2 separate regions of the Anas platyrhynchos genome follow, and region 1 is linked to region 2. Evidence: chromatin contacts called from public Hi-C data. All regions are on one chromosome and are shown on one strand. Each heading gives the region's core, a stretch centred on a gene start, on an enhancer-like site or on the middle of the called end of the contact. The rest is flanking DNA. Distances are from core to core; before and after follow the strand shown.

Region 1 (6,914 bases), core at 2,485-4,984, 37 kb after region 2:
GCATATATAAATGAACAGATTCAGATGATTTATTATAAATGATTCTTAGCTCTTCATCAGATGCTGTTCTGCATCATTTGTTAGTTATCATATCTGGAACTGTAGTTTGTAAAATGGAAAGAATTTAGAATTCATAGAATATGAGTAGAGAGTTCTGTCTTATTTCACCTTTTGCCAGTTGATTACAGGTTTGGAAAGCTGTGCTTGCAAACAAGGCTTATACAAGATAGCACAGGATGTAATTTAGATACTTAACCAGCAGATTATAGGCTCATCTGAGGACAGTACTTTGCACAGGCTGTTGTCTACTTCTCTCACCTCTGTTCTCCTGTGTAATTCCTTTTTTCTTTTTTTTTTTTTCTCCCATTCTTTATCTCCCTCAGTGCCTAAGTGGAGCAAATAGAGCTCCTAAGTGGAGCTGGCAGCTCACTGGCAAGAAAGGAGAATGATATGAACAGATACCGTGTTCTTACATGTACATCACCTAATCATAATATTTTCCCTGGCACTTATGTTAATTTTCTCCTCTCTTTTACTATTTTCCTAGCCATTGTTTTTTAGATGTAAGTCCACATAGCCAGAGCAATAGTCTTTTTACAGACCTCCTTCTATCATCCCAACTGTGTCTTGTTTAACTTGACTATTTAAATGACTAAGAGTCAGCATCATCCAGTTCTGAAGTGGACTGGGCAGTAATCCAGGTCTTTCTGTTAGAGACAGACATTCATTTTTTTGGAATAGAAACAAATTACTTCCAAATGCTGGAAATGTAAGAAGGCTTTTCAAAAAAGGTTTTCAGGTGTTTATAGAACAAATTAGTATAAAATAGTTTTCAAAATGCTAAGCCCAATTTAAAATAAATATTTAGTACTTTTAGGAGTTGTGAAAATATAGCACTAGAAAACTGAAATCACTGAGCTGTAGCATGCATAAAAATATAGTGAGGACACACTGGTGTCAAATTCCCCATGCACTTTTCTGTTGTGCCTCAACTAGATTGCATGCATAAAAAGGTAGTACTTTGGTTTTTTTTTTTTTTTTTTTTTTTTTCACGAGACTACATGTAGGCTGTAGGTTTGACAAGATGACTGTAAAGATCAGAAGTTGTTATTTTACAACAGTTTTGGATTCACTGTCTGAAAATCTAGATTATCAAGATGACTGGAAAATGAAGAATTTTCCTTGGCTTGAAGTTTGTTTTTGTGCCTCATTCAGCATCACATAGGCACTCTCTAATCCAGTCTTGTTCTCCACAGCTATTACCTGTCCCCTTTGGTTTTATGATATCTTGCTTTTACACAACTATAACAAATGAAATGGTATTTCCACACACGAATATTTCCTACCCATTGGCTCATCCCAGATCTGCTTCATCCTAGCAGGCTAGTCCCATTCTCCCCTCTTAGCCTCCTTCCCACGTTCTTCACCAATTTCTGTCTCATCAGACTACCTGTCTGAATAGACTTAGAACTACCTCCTCATTCTTAAATATTCTCCAGTTCTAGTTATATCTTTCCTTTATTTTTTTCCCCCACTGAATTTCATGATGTTTCCCAGGCTGTATTTATTTTTGTCATATCTCCATTTGAATCAGTCACCTTTCTTTCTGCTGCCTGGGTCCAGTGAAGTGTCAACTGGCTACATCTATGCATGTAAACTAAATGTGTCCGGGCTTCTCTGGCATTGACGACGATTGATATGAAGAAGCTTGCATCCATAAAATCAAATTCTTACCCTACAAAACAATGTCATAGAGGTCATTCTTACCCTACAAAACAAAGTCACTGCCATCTATGAATGATTTCTGAGTGGTGCTAGTTTCCGAAATGTGCCTGAGATTGTTTGTTGGAACCCTACCTGTCCCAGGCCAAAGCCATTCCAGAGACTGTGGCAAGAGTCACACACAGTGGACAATTGACTTCCAGTACTTGGAAGTCTTCCCCAACACAGTTTAGTCTACTGGTGATATACACAGCAACAAAAGAATGCACATTTCTGTATATTAACAACACAAAAAATAATTCGTGCTGTCATTCCTAGTGGCTTTTGGAGGCTGTCCCCATGGCTGAGGTTTCAGAGGTTCTGGTCAGCCTTGGCTGTGTTCTGTGCTGCTGGAGTCCCAGAGGATTTTCACTGCCCTTCTGATACAAGTCTTCATGATGCAGCTGTACTCTGTGTCTGTCTGTACAGCCGAGGTGGGACTCCCCAGATTACACGTCCTTGGTTCAAGGCGTGGGGTCATGAGCACTTCAGGAGGCTATCATTAATTACCATGAGAAAAGCAGCGCATTTGAGTTGTTTTGAAAAGCTGAACTGTTATGGCTATTTTTTTTTTTTTCCAAAGCAATCAGTTCAGGGCAGATATCTGTCCCATAGGATTTCAGCTTGATTAATGAAAAATTGGCAAAGCTATAACATAGTGTACCATAGGATCTGAATATGGAAGATGCTGGCCAATCTTTGCAGCTGATTTTGCTACCATGTCAATTTAAATTAAATTTCTAATTTAAAAATGCCACAAAAGTAATGTCTGTTTTTAAAAAATCATAATCTAAAACATATTCTAGATTAATACTTAGTTCATGTTAATAGACTACCTATTTGTTTCTGTGATTAAGATGTCCTTATGATGGTAATTCTAGGATATCTAGTTTTAGGTCCTTGCTACTTTGGAATATCTTAGTATGCCAATAGTTGTGTACCTAGCTTTATGTTTTCAGCTAGTCTCCTTCTGGACTAACTGTGGTATAGCCTTATTCTTTTCACTTTCTTTTTGTTTTGAGCTTACGTGCTGTACACTGAAAAGCTGTGTGGTGCACTGACAGTAATACCATAGTACTTCAAAATAATTTAGAAACAATTCTAAAAAAAAATAAAAGTTTGGTGAGGATACAATTATATTAAGTACATGTAAGGACATATTTTCATGGTATTCTAAAAAGAACTTATTTCTATAAGAGTTGCTTTACTTGTTTTTAGAAATTCTCCCTAAAATCATATTGCGTTTCAATCAGGCTATGACTCTGCATCCATCGGTTAGAAGAAGATAAATAGCTTTTAAGCATGTGTATTTTTCCATACTGTCAAAATGTCTCTCTCTCCCTTTTTTCCCTAAAGTAATTATTTTTGAGTTTAACAGTAAGTGTAAAGTAAGGACAGAATTGCAACAGTGCTTCCCACTTGGGACTGATGTTTCTTTTCATGACCTTATGTTAATTGTGAACATGGTTATTCTAGTTTATGCCTGGAAAAAAGGTATTGCATGGAAGCTGACTTTTAGACCCAGGTGAGGGTCAGACTAGCTTGCCATGGCAGGAACAGTCCTGGGAAATAGCTACAACTGGGTCGCAAATCCCAGTGTCTCCAGTAGGGAAGTGCAGTGTTTACAGGATGATGCTTACTTCCTTTTTGGGCAGCTCTACAGACAGCTGTGCTGAGGGGGTGGAACTAAACCTCTGGCCATTCTTGCATATTTATGGCTCCTCAGAACCAATTTTGTTACAATTCAGCAAACAATGAAGGAGGGAGATTTACTTCCTATTGTTGAGACATATCAGGTGGCTTTAAACAAGCTGTCGGGATGTTTCCTAGGGTAAATTAAACATCTAAAACATTTAAAAATTCTCTGCAGAAAGTGCAGAGGTACTTTCATCAGACATAGTGAAGTTGCTGAGTTCACTCTAACAGAGTGTGTTGGGTACATCTTTGTAGCTGTATGAGAGCAAGTGAACATTTTGCATAACTGGAATAAGTCGAAGATGACTCTTCAGGCAAGACAGAAACCAAAGCCGATGCAATACTTAAAATATGACAATCATCTTTTCTTTCTGTGCTGTCCAAAAGCAACAGTGAACCAGTCTTCCGAAGTAATACATTTGTCATTTATCTCTTTTTTTTTTTCTTTTGAAATATTACAGTATAAATTGAAACAGCTAGGGTTTCAAAAATAAAACCTTTTTGATCATTGTAAAGATAAATGAATGATACACTCCTTAATTTTTGCCAGCTTGCATATTTTCCTGTTTATTTAATTTTTTTTCTCCTTTGTTGCGTACTGCAAGTATTATACAGTGACAGATTGTCAGAGGCAAATGATGTGATTTGCTTAAAGTCCTTTCAAATGCAGAAAGTAAGCAATTATAAAAAGATTTTTCTCTGATCTTTTTCCTTATAGTTAGATGTTACTCACAGTAAGAGTTGTACCAGCCTGTAACAGTATTTGATGTATATTTTCCTCTTAGGAATAAACTGTATGAACAGAGTAAAAGTAGACTTAGCAAGTAGCAAGGCAATATAATGTGCATTTGCAGCAAAAGAGAAGATGCTAAATTGAATGTTTTTTAAAACAAAGGCAGTGATCTGGCTTTACTGTTAGAAGATATTTTAGATGAGCAATTTGCAACTTTATATATATATATATATATATAAAGGAACTTTATGCAGCATAAGGGGAAAAAATGTAAGATTATATTTTGTGACTGCCCACCTTGGAAGGCAAGATTCTTTTGGAGGTACTGTAATGTAATAAGGTATTGTAATGTAATGTAATGGGTATTACAAAATTGATCCAGTTGTAATGGAATAGTAGAAGCTGAGAAACTGTTACACTTTCTTTTAAAGTTTACTGCATTATGATGAAATTCATGGTGAAAACTTTATGTTAAATAAAGACGCACTCTGACACACAGTGTCCAAAAAGATGCCCTATTTGATTACATGCTCTTTGGTCACTGCTTTACTGTAGTTATTAACTGTTTAATCCCTTCCTGGATTTCTACTCAGAACATTATATTGTAGCAGAAAATGGAAAGTTCTACTTCCTTGAAATTACATAGATGAATGAATAAAACATATATTCCAGAGTTCTTAAAGGGAAGTTACTCCTTGGTTCTGAATCTTTGCAGTAGAAGCTATATTTTCCAACAAAATCTTACTGGTCCCATTTGTTAAATACATTTGTCTGAATCTGGAATAAAATTAAGCAAATGTATAGCTATTTGCAAATTCGGGGTTTATTTAGTGGGAATGAATTAAAAAAACAAATGTACTAATGGAAATAACCTACTATTTTTGTTGCAAAAGATGTAGAAGGACTATTTTTTGTTGCAAAAGATGTAGAAGGAAATAATAAAAATATAAATAATAAAAAATAAACCAAATATTTAGTACTTTATTATACCATAACATGTACTGAAATTTTGCTATAACTTTGGCTTAACTAACTGTGAACCTGGTCTTCCTCTGGAGAATGAGGTGTGTAAAAATGAATACATTTGTTTTTGTTGTTGGGTTTTGCTTTATGTTTTTGTGGTGGTGCTGTAATTTTTTTCCATGCAATGATTTTCAGAATCCTGATACCAATGAAGAAAAAAGCAGCAGTATAGCTTTGTAAATATTTTATAAAATGTCCATCTGAAGCCCCTCAACTTCTGCTAATTAGAGGCCATACTGTGGAGATTGACAGGGTAAATTACCAGTTAATGTTTACACAACAAAACACATGCCCAGTACAATATCCTACACTGATGTTACTGAAACCAGAGTCCGGAAATGTACAGTGGAAACAAGACGTGGTACTTTTCTTGTGCCAACACAAACAGCAATTACAGCACAGTGTGAGAGAAGTCATAAGGAATACTACTGCATATCAGTAGTTCAACGAAGTCAGCACTTTTGTGTAATTGCAGGGGAAAAGGGCTGAAAAACATTACAGATCTCAGCAAGAAATGGCCCTTTATACTTTTAAACTGATCCTTGATAAAACAATGCTGGGGTCATGAGAAGGCTACTCTGCCAATTTTGCTTCACTGTGGGATCCATTGACATCTGGCTGAGCTGCGGAAGCTGGAAAACTTCTTTAATATTCTCTTGACAGTAAAATGGACATGTGGAAAACATTCTAATCTGTTAATCTTTGGTGCTCCTGAAGAAAAAGGACATTTGGCTTTATACTTTGTGATGATAAATATTAAGTCTCCAGGTCTAGCTGTATATAAGTTGAAAGCGTTCAAATGGAGAATGCAGTTCTTATTTTCCAAATATGGAAGAAGATGAATATGCACCTGTGTAATCCAGATGATGTAATAAATGCCAGGAACTTTTTTCTATGGGTAGTTTACCATACATCTTGGCAATTTACTTTTCTTTATGGTGAATGTATTTTGTCAATGAATATTAGGGAGTAGAATCTCCAAACTTCCTTATATCCTACATATGAAAACAAATTAAAGCATTGTTTCACTCAAGGGAGTATGAAAATAAAAGTCAGAGAGATTCAAAAAAGTAGTTATACCTGAATAAAAAGTACAGGTTTTTATGTAACAGCATTGACTGTAAAAATCCTTTTTAACCTGAACTTTAAATCTAGTATGGAGTGATAGTGAATGATGGAGATACACATTTATTCAACTTGAGATAGAATGTACAATTCTTTGTTTCTGCCATGAAGTATATTACTAGAAATGAGAAGAAAGAGAATTATTTAACAAATTAAAAAGTAACTGCTATTAGCATATACTATGCATTGTAAATAAGAAACATTTATTGTATGTATTAACATAAAATGGGGATGATACCAGGGGAAAACTAAACTAGAATTCAAAATTCTGAACATGCTTTTAGTACATTTTTAATTAGTCTGAACAAGTAAAACAATTAATAAAATAATGCATTCATACATTTGATGAAAGTTAAACTGGCTTTCTTGATCAAAGTAGCCGACTACATCATTATAACACATGTGCCCTGCTGGAAATGTGTGACTTCCTTTAGGTATCTTCTTTTACAAAATAAGTCACCTTAGGAATTAAGAGAACTGTTGCTTCTTCTGAAAGCAGTGAAATTAATACAGTAACATTTAAAAAGATGAAAACAGATTTTTGTTCTCTGATACAATGAGATCCTTTTCTTTCTGC
Region 2 (6,213 bases), core at 3,587-6,086:
TAATTAAGCAGAGGAGAAGGATGATGGGAAAAGGAATTGTGAAATGAGTAAGAAGCTGGCTGATGAGGAAATAAGTGAGAATGTTGAAAGCAGATTTATCAGACTGAAGGGACATTGCTGGTCGAGATCCTCAGGTCTTTTTGTTGAAAGTTTTTCTTCAATAAAACCAAACCAAATTTATTGAAATAATGCATCTTTGTGTTTAAATAAGGTGATCGCGTTAGTCCAAATGTTTTAATTGTGAAATATCAGAGTGGTAAGATCTACTGATGACAGAAAGATGGGAGGCATTGTCAGTAATGTATTGGATGCCACACAGGAGGAAATGAGTGACCTTGAAGAAAGGAGCAGTAGAGTACAGTAGATTAAATCAGATTAAATTGAATGCAAAACAAGGCTTTTCTGGATGAAGAGCCAAGACTCTAAGCCATTAATTCTTCAGCTTGAAAAGTGTAAAGGTTTGTCTGTAGTGCTGCCTTCAATTTGCATTATGCCTCGGGCCCTTATGAGAGTCATCCTGTACATCCTTGTCAGTGTCATGGTCACCAACAGTGAATTTTAGTTGGGACTGACTAGTGAGCAGGAAGGCTACAGAGAAAGTCAGGGGATAAGAGCCCATGGCTGGAAGAGATTAAATGTGTGTAATATCACAGATAGAAAATAAAAATCAATCCTTGACTGCCTTTCTGCAATGCCTGTTCACACTGTTCTCTGTGAAATCCAAGGACTGCAGATCTCCCCTTAAGTGGCCATGTGAAAGGCTACGACACTTGATACAGCTGTATGTGCTGTTCTGGGAAGACAGGTACAGCTCTTCAATTTCAACAGAAGTTTTACCACAGTAGGAACTGAATAGGATTTACAGGATTTGGCTTAAGAATCGAACAATTTTGCCACTGAAGTTTTATGGATATTTTTCATGCTCTAAATTAAGCTTTGGTTCACATAATCTATTTTAGCTCCTTTTTTTTTTTCTTCTTTTTTTTTTTTTTTTTCTTTTTTTGCCAGTCACAGCTTTATTCATAGCAAGGCTATGGCATTTGTCTTGTAACAAGAAGGATCAGATAATCATGAAATAAGCCAGATTTATGCCTTTAGTGCTGAAGCTGTGCCATATTTGTGAAAATAACTTGGGAAAAAAAAAAAAAAAAAAAGAGAAACAATATGCTGCAGATGTGAAGGTTTTACCTTCACATTTTAGTAGGTTTATACTGTCAGCGAGTGTGGGCTTAGCACAGCCTGACAAAGTTTTAACTTACCAGATGTTCCACGTGATCAAATAGATACTATGCAGCTGTTTCCCATTCTTTTTACTGCGCTCAGATAAATATACAGTAAATGCTCTGAAATATGTTTATTGTATTTTAGCCAGTATTTTGTCTGTTACTGGAGAGAGAGAGCTTCCTTTAATGCACGGGCACTGAGAATGCAGGGAAAAAACAAGGTGCTCTAGAAATTTGGTGCAGATGACTCACTTTCCATTGCTGTGAGGAGAAATTAGCAGTCACTTGGTAGAAACTACACTGGTGATACTAATAAGGAAGGGATGAAAAACATGTTTTAAAAGTTGTGAGATTAGCGGTCATATTTATGCATGGCAGAAGCGACTTCTGCAGGCCATGCCTGGTCTCTGTGCAAGCTCTGACTGCTGCATGCAGGAGTTGTCCCCTGGAGCTGACAGTTTCATGGCTCCAGTGGAATTTAGCTGCCAGGGAAGGTAAAGGTTGTAGAGGGAGCAGCAGTCCCGCAAGTAGCTAGCACTAATCCCATCAAGGGCTTTAACACTGGAATGAAGACGCTGGGTTGGATTTTGTATTCAGTGCAAAACAGAAAACAGGGCACCTCCAGAGCTCCTGATGGAGAAGAACGTTCCTGCGTTCTTCATCCTGTCTGTTCACCTGGGAGCTGGCTCTGTGGCCAAAGTTGGCCATCGAATTTGTTTTTAAAGACACACAGCTTTTGGGGGTCAACCTAAGCAACTGCTCTGAACTGTTGCAGGTCCTACAGGCCCAGGTTATGTTAACTACCACACCTGTCAATTTGATTGAATAACAGAGCAGCTAAATAATAAAAAAGGAAGTTTCATTTCCCCTCACCTGCTTTTTTGATCTCGTTTCTTGTTCCTCCCCCTTCAGCTCCCCATGCTCTCCTTAGCCCTTTGACCTTACTGCTGCCTTCTTTCTCTCCTTTCACCATCAGCCTCCTGCCTTTTCAGATCTGCTCTTAAACCTGGAAAATTTTTCTTGTCTACCAGGGGCCTTCCTTGTTCTCCTTTAAATCTTTCTTTAAAACCTTCATCTTCCAGTGGAGGAATTACTTTCATCTTTCATTAATAATCTCTTCAACATTTCTTGTCTTCTCTGCCCTGTTCCTTTCAGATTTATAGCCTAGTCTTGCAAACGTTTACACAGAAGTAACTGTTCAGTTAAATTGAGAACATTCAGGTAGAAGCTTGGAGGATGGGATCATTTGTTTGGAAGCTTTTTGAAATGGGAATATTTCTCACTCTGTAAAACACGGTGTTCATTTATGGTTTTATGTACATTTTTATAATAAACATTTGTAGCCTCCGAGGAGCAGTGGAACGTATGTGCAGATAACTTCTGCTTTATATTCCCTAATTCAAGGTGTGGAATATATTCTCACAGAGTTTGAAAGGCAGTGAGCAAACTTACTGTTGACAGTATGACTTTATACCCTGAATAATATAAGAACCATGAAAGAGGACAAGTACAAGCTGTGCCTTTTATTTTAAAGATCTTCATTGTTTAGTGTTTCAGTATCGATTTGTGTTTCAGGAATCCCAAACATCTGGACTGCCTGAGTACATAAAGATTGTAGAAGTTGGGCCAAGGGATGGATTACAAAATGAAAAGGTAATTTTTCTCTTTTAGTGTGTGTGTGTTTTGACATGGATATCAGTGTCATTTTCATTGTGTAAAATACATACATCCTGCTAATCACCATTTCTTCCATTTTGTACAGTAAGTATATTTGCATATATTAATAACTGTCTTGCATGTTAGAATAAGATATTATTACTGTTTAGCCAGATGTAAATCATATTACGTCTTGCTAAACTTGGTTAACTAGGCTTTCTGTTACTCAGCCACCATTTTTTCTCTGGAATTAGTTTTGTCAACTAATTGCATTATGTCATGACATAATTAGTAAGCACCACAAAATACTAGCTAGCTATTTTTTTAATATGTGTTTGTGCTACATATGCTACTGTAATAGGAATAGTACAATAGATTTTGTCGTATTTCCTGGTGAAATAACATAGAAAGGAAACAAAATCGCTCTTTTAATATTATTTGCCTGAAGGGGGATTGGGAAGCATGGAAGAAGATGGAAAGAGACTGTATAAAATACAGTACATGTGTCAAAACAATCATCCCTTTCTGCAAACGGGAGGTTAAGCTTATACATGTTGATACTGATATTAAAGGTGTTAGTAGAGTAAATGGTATTAACAGAATAGGAGAATTACTCTGCCTCAGCCTTGGAGCTTTTTTTTATCCCATTTTTCTGTGGGTGGACTCTTCTGTATTATTTTCCTTCATCACTTATTTTCTAGGCTGATCTTTGGTTACTAACAATTAGGACAGATCTATAAACAGTTACATGGAAGTGTTTCTTTATTCTTTTGTAGTGGGCAAAGAAATGGAGTAGGATCTTGTATACTTCCTAGTGCTTTTCCTGTATTGTAGCTTCCTACTCTCATTAAACAGTATAGTCATGGTATAATGTACCAGTGTAATTCATGATTTTAAAATACATGTATTGATTATGTACGAAAGACTTATGAAAGTTTCTTACTGCATGAAATACTTTACTATAGCATGTCTCCATGTTCACAGGTGATAGTCCCAACTGATATCAAAATTGAGTTAATCAACCGGCTTTCCAAAACAGGCCTTTCTGCAATAGAAGTGACAAGTTTCGTTTCATCCAAATGGGTGCCTCAGGTATGTAAAATCATCACCATTTCTACTTTCAATTTACATGTAATTCCATGCAGTGAACGCTTCCAGTAGTATTGTCTGTATAAATAAAGAAGACAATGGAACAGGAGTAAATTATCATCATTATTATTTTTTTTTTTTTTTGTAAAATCAGATGCTGTAGTCAGGTGCTGTTTACACAATTTTCAAGTTTTGTGGTTTGATTTAGGTCCACTGAACTTGGGCTAATTATTAAAAGTAGTCCAAATGCACATGCATACTATATATGCTAGGACTATACATACCTTTATCTGTCTGCCCCACTAATTGTATTCCAATGAAAAACATCAATCTGGAAGAATTTTTATTATATTTACCTGTGTCCATTGAAGGGCTTGTTGGAACACAAAGGTTTGTAACTTCTAATTATAAGGTGCTCTGCCAGCTAATGTTATCCATAGCCATGAGTTGCTTGCCTTGGAGGGGGGGTTACCTATGGTGAGTGCAGACATAGTCGGTGTCAACAATTGAAGAAAATGACTGGAGCACTGCAGTGGATGACTACGTACTCTTCAGAAGGAGTAGGCTAGGAAGGAGAGGTGGTGGGGTAGCCCTGTATGTTAGGGAGTGTTTGGATTGTCTTGAGATTGATAATGGTCATGACAGGGTTGAATGTTTTTTTAGAGGAGGTTGTAGTGAGGTGGGCATTGGTCTTTTCTCCCAAGCAACAAGCAATAGGACAGGAGGGAATGGCCTTAAGTAGTGCCAGAGGAGGTTTAGTCTGGATAATGGGAAAAATTTATTCACTGGAAAGGTTGTGAAACACTGGAACCAGATTGCCCAGGGAAGCAGTTGAGTCACCATCCCTGGAGGTATTTAAAAGATGTGTAGTTGTGGTGCTTGGTGACATGGTTTAGTGGTAGACTTGGCAGTCTACCACTGTTAATGACTGGACTTGATGATCTTGGAGGTATTTTGCAACCCAGGTAGGTGATTCTGTGATAACATGGCTACTCATGGTCTTGGCTGCTCTGAGTGAAAAGGCAGTGTAGGCCATGTCAAGACTTCTTAACAGAGCTGTTCTTGGGAGCCTCTGCAAAGCCTTATTCCAGCTTTTTCTTGCTTCTAGCTTTGTTCTCCTGCCTTTCTGCTTTCTTTCCAAATCTGAAATATTAGACATTGTCATCACCCTCCAAACGTAAAAAAAAAATTCAGGTGATTTCCAATTTCTTCCATGCAGCACTAGGGCAGGAACTTGTGTGTGTTGTGTGCAAGGAACAGCAATAAGTGAGGAATGGGAGAACTGAGTTACAGGATGCTGAGTGGGGATAAAAGGTGTGGGGACAATGGATTGACACCATGAGTAAAGACCAACTGGGTTATAGGATTCTGAGCTACTTTAAAGTGAGTTGCTTCATCATTTATGTAGTGATAAAGAGTTGAGAACATGAAGTCAATTTACAGAGTGACAAATTCAAGTATCCATATGAAGAGCAGTGCAGCTGATCTCTGGGGAACATTCATGGCAGAGAGGACTTCTTGTGGAAGCAACTCCAATTCAGAGATGTAGAATCAAGTGAAGAAAATCCAGGTACCCAGAACTTGTACAAATGGAGGAAACTTCTCAGAAATGCTCCCTAGCACCAAACCAAGGCAGCAGACTCCACTGAGTCTGAAACTAAAATCCCACTGTATGCACACGAACAGTTGAGTATTTGTATGTTTAGTAAGGACTGTACAAGTTATTTACAAAGTAAAACTTGAAAGTAATTAATATGAGAAAATATTTTTTTAACAACAATTTTGTTTGCACATCTTCTGTCAAAATGTATAAAAACTTTTGTCCAGTTTAAGCTGAGAATGCATCCTGGAACTGAGCTGTGTTCCAGGCTTTCCTCTGGGAAAAACATGGTATGATCATACTTTTTCTTATCATGAGCGAGCACAGTGAACTGGCTGTACAGCACATACTGATTAATTTTAATGTTCCTAGGATCACTAGAGAAGGGCCCAAAGGAAGGATAATAGGAAAGAGAGAGAGAACACTGACAAAGCAGGATTTCTTTGATGACAACATAGGAACAATATGCATTCAGACTGTGTTGATTAAAAGTGTATATGCTAGGTTTTTGCAAGTGTCGTCAAGCTTTGGTGGTAACAGTATGGGCCATTAAGAATACCAAATTTAGAACAAGTTTGTCAGTTTTAGGAAAAATGATCAATCCCTTCTTATCTTAAATTAATGTCTGAATATTTTATTTTAATG

The links. Hi-C and Micro-C count contacts between places; a contact is called where the count stands out from the background.
Region 1: a contact with region 2 is called in a Hi-C map of liver, with 3 times the contacts expected there. The contact joins two enhancer-like sites. A contact is called at or near these places in 2 of 8 Hi-C or Micro-C datasets (liver and skeletal muscle).

Annotation. Positions count from the first base shown.
Region 1 is chr3:95,410,242-95,417,155 of IASCAAS_PekinDuck_T2T, forward strand. The region is part of intron 8 of HMGCLL1 (3-hydroxy-3-methylglutaryl-CoA lyase like 1); the gene reads left to right. Among named protein-coding and RNA genes, the nearest start is that of GFRAL, 50 kb to the right of the region's middle. Within about 2 kb of position 3,735, at least 1 of the 8 cell types and tissues checked has an H3K27ac peak or open chromatin away from gene starts, as enhancers often do.
Region 2 is chr3:95,372,090-95,378,302 of IASCAAS_PekinDuck_T2T, forward strand. It overlaps HMGCLL1 (3-hydroxy-3-methylglutaryl-CoA lyase like 1), which reads left to right. Exons shown (of 10, transcript XM_072036352.1): 2 at 2,799-2,876; 3 at 3,864-3,971. Among named protein-coding and RNA genes, the nearest start is that of HMGCLL1, 74 kb to the left of the region's middle. Within about 2 kb of position 4,837, at least 2 of the 8 cell types and tissues checked have an H3K27ac peak or open chromatin away from gene starts, as enhancers often do.